3 separate regions of the Ovis aries genome follow, and all the other regions are linked to region 2. A link is a contact called in public Hi-C data. All regions are on one chromosome and are shown on one strand. The core of a region is the stretch at or near the end of the contact, and the rest is flanking DNA. Distances in the headings are between cores, read along the strand shown.

Evidence for each region. Hi-C and Micro-C count contacts between places; a contact is called where the count stands out from the background.
Region 1: a contact with region 2 is called in a Hi-C map of liver, with 5 times the contacts expected there. The contact joins the promoter of NOL6 here to the promoter of NFX1 in region 2. A contact is called at or near these places in 3 of 16 Hi-C or Micro-C datasets (blood, liver and muscle).
Region 3: a contact with region 2 is called in a Hi-C map of liver, with 3 times the contacts expected there. The contact joins the promoter of LOC121818502 here to the promoter of NFX1 in region 2. A contact is called at or near these places in 2 of 16 Hi-C or Micro-C datasets (liver and skin fibroblasts).

Annotation. Positions count from the first base shown.
Region 1 is chr2:37,702,357-37,705,056 of ARS-UI_Ramb_v3.0, forward strand. NOL6 (nucleolar protein 6) reads left to right here and starts at 1,251. Exons shown (of 26, transcript XM_004004141.5): 1 at 1,251-1,440; 2 at 2,498-2,700. The coding sequence starts at 1,387.
Region 2 is chr2:37,860,391-37,863,090 of ARS-UI_Ramb_v3.0, forward strand. NFX1 (nuclear transcription factor, X-box binding 1) reads right to left here and starts at 1,427. Exons shown (of 24, transcript XM_060409150.1): 1 at 1,342-1,427. The coding sequence starts at 1,366. It overlaps LOC121818609 (a long non-coding RNA gene), which reads left to right and starts at 1,536. Exons shown (of 3, transcript XR_006058603.2): 1 at 1,536-2,461.
Region 3 is chr2:38,075,329-38,078,028 of ARS-UI_Ramb_v3.0, forward strand. It overlaps LOC121818502 (histone H3.3A-like), which reads right to left and starts at 1,333. Exons shown (of 1, transcript XM_042242683.2): 1 at 1-1,333. The coding sequence starts at 1,333. The coding sequence ends at 872. SMU1 (SMU1 DNA replication regulator and spliceosomal factor) reads left to right here and starts at 2,306. Exons shown (of 11, transcript XM_060409155.1): 1 at 2,306-2,411. The coding sequence starts at 2,386.

The DNA.
Region 1 (2,700 bases), core at 1-2,500, 160 kb before region 2:
AGACGCTTACTCCTTGGAAGGAAAGTTATGACCAACCTAGATAGCATATTCAAAAGCAGAGACATTACTTTGCCAACAAAGGTCTGTCTAGTCAAGGCTATGGTTTTTCCAGTGGTCATGTATGGATGTGAGAGTTGGACTGTGAAGAAGGCTGAGCACCGAAGAACTGATGCTTTTGAACTGTGGTGTTGGAGAAGACTCTTGAGAGTCCCTGGGACTGCAAGGAGATCCAACCAGTCCATCCTAAAGGAGATCAATCCTGAGTGTTCATTGGAAGGACTGATGTTGAAGCTGAAACTCCAGTACTTTGGCCACCTCATGTGAAGAGTTGACTCACTGGAAAAGACTCTGATGCTGGGAGGGACAGGGGGCAGGAGGAGAAGAGGACGACAGAGGATGAGATGGCTGGATGGCATCACCGACTGGATGGACATGAGTTTGAGTGAACTCCGGGAGTTGGTGATGGACAGGGAGGCCCGGCGTGCTGCAATTCATGGGGTCGCAGAGTCGGACACGACTGAGCGACTGAACTGATGATAGTATTGAATGAAAGTTACATTTCTTGAATTTTATAATCGAATTATGACTACATAAAGGACAGGGAAGCCTGGCGTGTTCCAATCCATGGTCGCAGAGTCGGACACGACTGAGCGACTGAACTGAACTGAACTGAAGAGATAGTCCTGGGGCTTCCCAGGTGATGCTAGTGGTTAAGAACCAGGCTGCCATCGGGCAGGAGACCTAAGAGAGGCTGGTTTGATCCCTGAGACAGGAAGATCCCCTGCAGGTGGGCATGGCAACCCACTCCAGTATTCTTGCCCAGAGGACCCCAGTGACAAAGGAGTCTGGCAGGCTACAGTCACTACGGTCGCAAAGAATGGGACAAGACTGAAGTGACTTCACACACACACACACACACACAAAATGAATAAACTCAAGACATATTTTGCAAGTAGAACTGACAAGATTGGTTAATTGATAAAGCAAGAAGAGGAATCACTTACGTAAACAAACCCTCCCCAAAACGCCCAAGCTAGCCCCTCCCTTTCCCTCGGTGTTCCAAGAAGAGGAAGTGAGGAAACGGAAACAACTGCCAAGTTGCCGGCAAGCTTCCGGTCTGCTGTCGCAAAGAGGCCGTAAATCGGAGAACTCTGTTTGGCCCCTCCCCCGTGATGGGCGGTCCTGGAGAGTGACAGAAACCAATGACGAGCGAGTCGTCGGGCACTCACCCAATGGCTCTGGAACTGGGCGGGGTTCTTTGCCATGAGGCTTGCTAACACCGGTACCCGCATTTCTGCCGCGGTTTGGGCATTTCTGCCAACGTGGGTAGAATCTCTTCAGAGCAAGTGGACTTTACACCCAAAGTGCGAGAGCAATACATGAGGGATGGGCCCCGCACCTGCGAGAGCGGAGCATCGCGGAACTGCTGGGGAGCCGGAGGTGGGCGAGCGGCCTGGGAGGAAGGGATGCGCAGCGTGCCGGAGACAGCATAACCTAACAGTTTGCTAGCGAGGGACACGAGAGTGGCCCCTTAGGGAAGAACCTCATTTCCCCCGATGCTTCCAGCTTAGGATACCGAGGCAGGGCTCGGTAGAGGGAGGTAGAACTTGGCTTTACTTGCAAAGTAGTAAAGCCTATGGACCGTCTCTGTTCGTTAGCTCTACACCTTGAAATTGAAGAGTCCCGCCCCATTCCCTTCCGCGGCTTGGGTTTTTCCCCTAAGTCTTTCTGGACCTTGGGCAGGATTTTCTCCCTTCCTGTGTCTAGTTTTGTGCTCCCCACGTGGTGGCAGTCCTGCTGCGCTACAGTAAGGCTCTTCCGGCTGTGGAACCATGGAGGGGGGCGGAGCCCAGGGCTGCAGGGTAGAAGGTTTGGGATCCCGCAGACCAGGGTTTGAAGCCTGCTCACAGTTTAATCATACCAACTGGAACCACAAGCTCAACGGAGCTTCGTTCAGGTGTTTGTTTTCTGTTAGGATTATTATAAGGATTGAATGATTTATTGAGTATATTCTTCAGAGCCAGTAGGCTTCATCACTGAGCACTTAATGTATACTGATATAGCCTATAGTAAGGGCTTGCTGGGGCAGGGGGTGCATGTGTGTAACCTGGCAGGATTTGGATAGAACAAGAGTGGAGTTGGTATTTGCGACGTTCCAGAACTAACTCAGCAGAAGAGAAAGTCTTGTTACTTGGAAGTACAAGGAGCTCAGGCATTGCTTCCAGGGCCCATTCAGCTACTACCCCTATGACTCCAAGCAGAGTTACGTGCTTGTGCTGTTAGATAGATGGGAACCCTCAACTCAAGGAGTTTTCAGTGTAGAGCTCAGTAAGTTCTTTTAACTAAAAATTATTCTGTTTTACACAATCTGATTCCTGTTCAAGAGAGACCAGGAGCAGGTGAAGCCTTTACCTGCATCTGGTCCTGGTGGCACGTCAGGCAGTGGATGCTGGATGTCTGTAATGTCACCCTGGCTTCTCCCTCTCATTGGCCATAGGTGATGGAGTCAGCTCTGGAAGGCACAGGCAAAGAGGGGAAGAAAGAATCCTTAAAGAAACGTAAGATAGCTGGGTCTCCAGGGGAGGGCCTCCTGCAGCCCGTGAAGCTCAGCCGGGCAGAACTGTACAAGGAACCTACCAATGAGGAGCTCAGTCGCCTTCGGGAGACTGAGAGTCTGTTCCATTCCAGCTTGCTTCGTTT
Region 2 (2,700 bases), core at 177-2,676:
CCAGACTTTGCCTCAATAGATGAGACAGAGGTTGTAACCTGGAGAGCAACACCAGAGGCCAAAAATAAGATTCATAACTAGCCCCACTCATTTCTGCTTCAAACACTGAATGGTGCAGAAATGGGCCAGATGCAGGATAGGAAGACCAAGGGATCCAATTAAGGGGATCTGGGGAAAGAGTGAGTGGGAGAAAAACAAAACACCAGGCTAAATGTGGTCCCTACCTCCAAGATGAATTAATACCTAAATCAGGACTAGGGTAAACAAACAAAAAATGGACTAGGGTACACCAATGCAGTGTGTTAGCCAACGTTTTTGACCAAGATCCACAGTAACAAATACATTTTACCTGCCACCAAGCACACAAATACATACATAGGCTTCTTGGTGCCCCAACAGCTGGTAGGCAGCAGAACTAAGACTCAAATTAATGACTGTTCACGACCCTCATGCTGCAAATTGCTGCCCTGTTTTTCAGAAAGAGTGGATCATGAAATCAAATTATGTAGTGGGTTGTGACAAGACTATTTTCAAACGAAATATGCAGTATAGAGTATATTGGAGATAATAAGGAAAACCACTGCTTCCTGAAATTTTTGGTTCGTTTTTATATTCGTGTGCGCTGAGATCACTATGTTAAATGCTCCTTTTCCGTCACTGTCCAAAGAGTTGGGAAAACAAAGATCCAAGGTACCCTGAAGTAACTGGAAATTGTGTTACATTAACAGCCAGATGAGGTTGTCTCTATGTGCAGTTGTCTCTACATATAGAGACAACTCTGGGAGGGGAAGTAAGCTAACAATTGTGTAACACGTACAGTAGCGGCGGGAACCTTCACAGTAATTGATTTATTTACTCCCAAGTCACAGATGAGGAAAACGAGCCTTCACATTGCGAGCTCATGGCAAGCTGAGACTGGAAACCACGAGTGTTCGGCTCGCGCCCGCGCTGCTGCCCTAGGACGCACGAATACATCTCAAGCGCAGCGAGCAATCCCGCCGCGCGTCGAGAGCTAGCCACCGTCACGGGCCGACGCCCGCCTGTCGGATATCACTGCCCCAGGAAGACCGGGATGAGCCCTGGAAAGGGCGGGACACCCGCATCGACTCAGCGGGACAAACCGACTCTCCTTGGAAACCCAGCTGCCGGGCTTCGCCACCAGCCAAGGATGGTTAAGACCTCGGTACGCACGACGCGCGTGGCTTGGCCCTTCCGAGCCACTATCCCCAACCTCTGTACGTGCCACTCTCGCGATACGAATGGCCGGTGCCTTAGGATTCGTCACTGACTCAATTTCCGCTCCCCGAGAGGGGCCCAGTCCTGCGAGGGCCAGTACAGTACCTGAGACAGGAGGCGCCTCCGCCATCCCGTGCCGCAACACCTAAAGCGAGCCCTGCAGGCCAGCGAGCGCTGTCACCCGGTCATGTGCTCTGGACTTCCGGCGCCGCGAGAAAATTCGCTTCTGCGCGCGCGGTAGACGGCCACGGAGTTTGCGCGGCCTGAGTCAACTGTGCGGAGCGTCGGTGACGTCAAACAGACGCGCCCGGCGCCGGGCTGAAGCAGGGTACTAGTAGCTGTAGGTAGCCAACATCCCGGGAGGGTAAGCATGCTCGGTCTTGCACAATCAATAGTTGTTTTCCTTTTGAGAGTCACTGTTCTCTCCTGCTACCGTGTCCTTTAACCCTCCCACCCAACCAGCCTTGCCTGATTTTCTGGAGTCAGGTCAGACCGCACCTCCTTACTAGAGTGGATCAGATTTAGGATTAAAACAAAGACGAAGTAGTCAAAAGGCAGGGGAAAAGATGTCTGCAAAACAAACGATAAAAGGCTCTTACAAATCAGTTTAGAAACAAAAACCCATTTATTAGAAATGATAAAGGACTTGAAAGAGCAGATGATAATACTAAAGTAGATACAGAGGGACTCAATGTGAGAGGGGGTAAGTTTGGGGGCACCGATCATTTTTAAAGTACAAAATGTTTTGAGTGTGTGGAATTTTTTCATTTGTGTGTTTTGCTGTTGCTCTACTAAAGAGAACACAGTACTTAAGTGTGAAGCATCTGCATTTGTAAAGTAATTCACTGCTCTAGACTTCCCCAAGAACACAAAATAATAGTCATTCATTCACATACTTTTAGGCATTGCTTTAACTGCTGGAGGTTAATGTGAAAAAGACAGACAAGGTCCCTGCCTTCAGTGAAGTGCATTGACTAGTAGGGAAGGTTAAAACTAAGTAATGTGGTACTTACCTGGTGGTTCAGTGCCTAAGTATCCACCTGCCAACACAGGGGACATGGGTTTGATCCCTGGTCTAGGAAGATCCCACATGCTTCTGGGCTACTTAGCTGATGCATCACAACTACTGAACCAGAGTGCTGGCACCCACTGAAGCTGGTGTGCCCTACTCGCCTGTGCTCCGCAACTAGAGAAGCCACTGCAAAGAGAAGCCCAAGCAAATGAAGTAAGAGACCATCCCCACCCTCCCCCAAACAGAAAGCCCAGGTGTGGCAATGGAAGGTGCCGAAAGGAAAGATGCCCCTGTGGCCAAAAATAACAACAAAAATTATTTTAAAACTAAGTTTATTTACAAACTGGTGATTTGGGTTGTCAAAGAAATAAGCAGGGTAACAGTGACTGATTAGGATCTGCTCCGTAAAAGGTGGCCAGCCTTCTTTGAGTAGGATAGATGAGAATGATCAA
Region 3 (2,700 bases), core at 83-2,582, 210 kb after region 2:
GCAGAAAGCGAAGAACTAAAGAACCTCTTGATGAAAGTGTAAGAGGACAGTGAAAAAGCTGGCTTAAAGCTCAACATTCAGAAAACTAAGATCATGGCATCTGGTCCCATCACTTCAAGGCAAATATATGGGGAAACAATGGAAACAGTGACAGACTTTATTTTCTTGTGCTCCAAAATCACTGCAGATGTTGACCGCAGCCATGAAATTAAAAGACCCTTGCTCCTTGGAAGAAAAGCTATCACAAATCTAGACAGCCTATTAAAAAGCAGAGACATTACTTTGCTGACAAAGGTCATTCTAGTCAAGGCTATGGTTTTTCCAGTAGTCATGTACAGATGTGAGAGTTGTACCATAAAGAAAGCTGAGTGCCAAAGAATTGATGCTTTTTTTATATATATAGTTTAATGCATTTTAATAGCAAACTTACGGGAACAGCACAGAAGACAGACAGCATTAAAAACATGTACTTGCACGCAGGACAACTCAGAAAAGTATAGTGAATGGATGGAATCTACTGTATGATAAAAATGCTACAAACACCATTTAGTTGCAGTCAATAAGAAATTTTCTTGTTTAAAAAAAATCCAAATGCTGGCATTGTCCAGAAAAATTTAGCAGGTTTATTTATAATTGTTATAAAGTTGAACTGCCGAAACTTGTTCACTGAAACATTTTGACTTTCACTAACGCTTTATATTCCCGCATTTATGTTAAAAATTCACACACAAATGAAAATGGAAAAACTGCCAATACCTGATTTCTGTCCCCTATTTTCCACTTGCAATCATATACTTAGGTACCTTTTGACCCCATGGAAAAAAAATAAAGTTCAGAACTACCAATAACAGGAAGAAGAGAATTTTTTTTTTTAAAGAATGAAATGTTTCCCGTCATAGTGGATTCTTAAAGCACGTTCTCCACGTATGCGGCATGCTAGCTGGGTGTCTTTTGGCGTAATTGTTACACGTTTGGCATGGATAGCACACAGGTTGGTGTCCTCAAAAAGGCCAACCAGATAGGCGTCACTTGCCTGCTGCCAAGCACCAATAGCTGCACTCTGGTAGCACAGATCTGTTTTGAAGTCCTGAGCAATTTCCCGCACCAGACGCTGGAAGGGAAGTTTGCTAATCAGAAGTTCAGTGGACTTCTGATAACGTCTAATTTCACGGAGTGTCCCAGTACCAAGCCTGTAACGATGTGGTTCATTCACCTCTCCAGTAGAGGGCGCACTCTTGAGAGCGGCTTTTGTAGCAAGTTGCTTCCTCGGTGCTTTACCACCGGTCGATTTGCCGGTAGTCTGCTTTGTACGAGCCACGGTATAGAGACCTCCTTACTTACCCACCTTCTCCTTCGGCTGGAGCTCCGAGAGCCAGAAGAGGCGCTGGCGTTGGAGAGCGACGGCGGCGCGGTGGTGGCTGCGAATACAACTCAGGATTGATGCTTTTGAACTGCGGTGTTGAAGACTCTTGAGAGTCCCTTGGTCTGCAAGGAGATCAAACCAGTCAATCCTAGAGGAAATCGGCCCTTAATATTCATTAGAAGGATTGATGCTGAGGCGGAAGCTCCAATACTTTGGCCACCTGTTGTGAAGAACTGACTCACTGGAGAAGTTCTTGAGGCTGGTCTTGAGATTGAAGGCAGAGAAGAAGCGGACGACAGAGGATGAGATGGTTGGATGGCATCACCGACTCGATGGACATGAGTTTGAGCAAGCTCTGGGAATTGGTGATGGACAAGGAACCCTGGCATGCAGCAGTCCATGGGGTTGCAGAGTCAGATACGACTGAGCAACTGAACTGTACTGATACATACGTACCCTCCCTCTTGAATCTCCCTCCGACTTCCCACCCCATCCCACCCATCTAGGTTGTCACAGAGCACTGGGTTGAGCTCCCTGAGTCATACAGCAAATTCCCACTAGCTATCTGTTTTGTTTATGGTAATATATATGATTCTCCTGTACTCTCAATTCATCCCACCCTCTCCTTCCCCCACTCTGTCCAAAAGTCTGTTCTCTATGTCTGTCAGCCCTATCTTTAAATCTAAACTAAGTAAAAATTTAAAAGGCAACATTTAGAAACCAGTCCTTTAAGAACGACTCTTTCTTTAGAGAGAATGAAGAATTCTCTGGACCAGGCACTTAGGTTCAGACTTCTGAAACGCCCTCGAAGCTCCGCCCTGCACCGCCCTGCGTGCAAGCCCCGCCCAGCACTGCCCCGCCCCACACGTAGTCCTCCCTCCTCTTCCGTACACACGGCCTCCGGAGCGAGGGGGCTCGACGTCGAGCGGAAGTGACGTACGTGAGTCGCCGGAGGTGGCGTTGGTGCGTTGTGCGGCTGGGCCTGAGAGTGGAGTGGGGCCTGCGCCCGGAAAGACAGCGCTATGTCGATCGAAATCGAGTCCTCCGAGTGAGTCTCGTGGTGTCGGATGTTCGCGAAGTGGCCGGGCCGGGAGTCGATGAGTTGAGGGGTAGAAGCTGCTCGAGGGAGGCGTCCCAGAGGTTGGGAGTGGAGGGGTATTTACTTCCCCACAAAGAAGCTTTTGGGATCTGACTGCTTCAGGGGCGGGCCCGCAAGAAAGTAGCGAACGGAAAGCCCAAAGCCTGGTGGAAAGCGGCGCGGGGCTAGGGGTAGGACGTGCCTGCAAAACCTGAGTTCTAGCCCTCGCCGACTCCTGATGCGCCCTGAGACTGAGCAG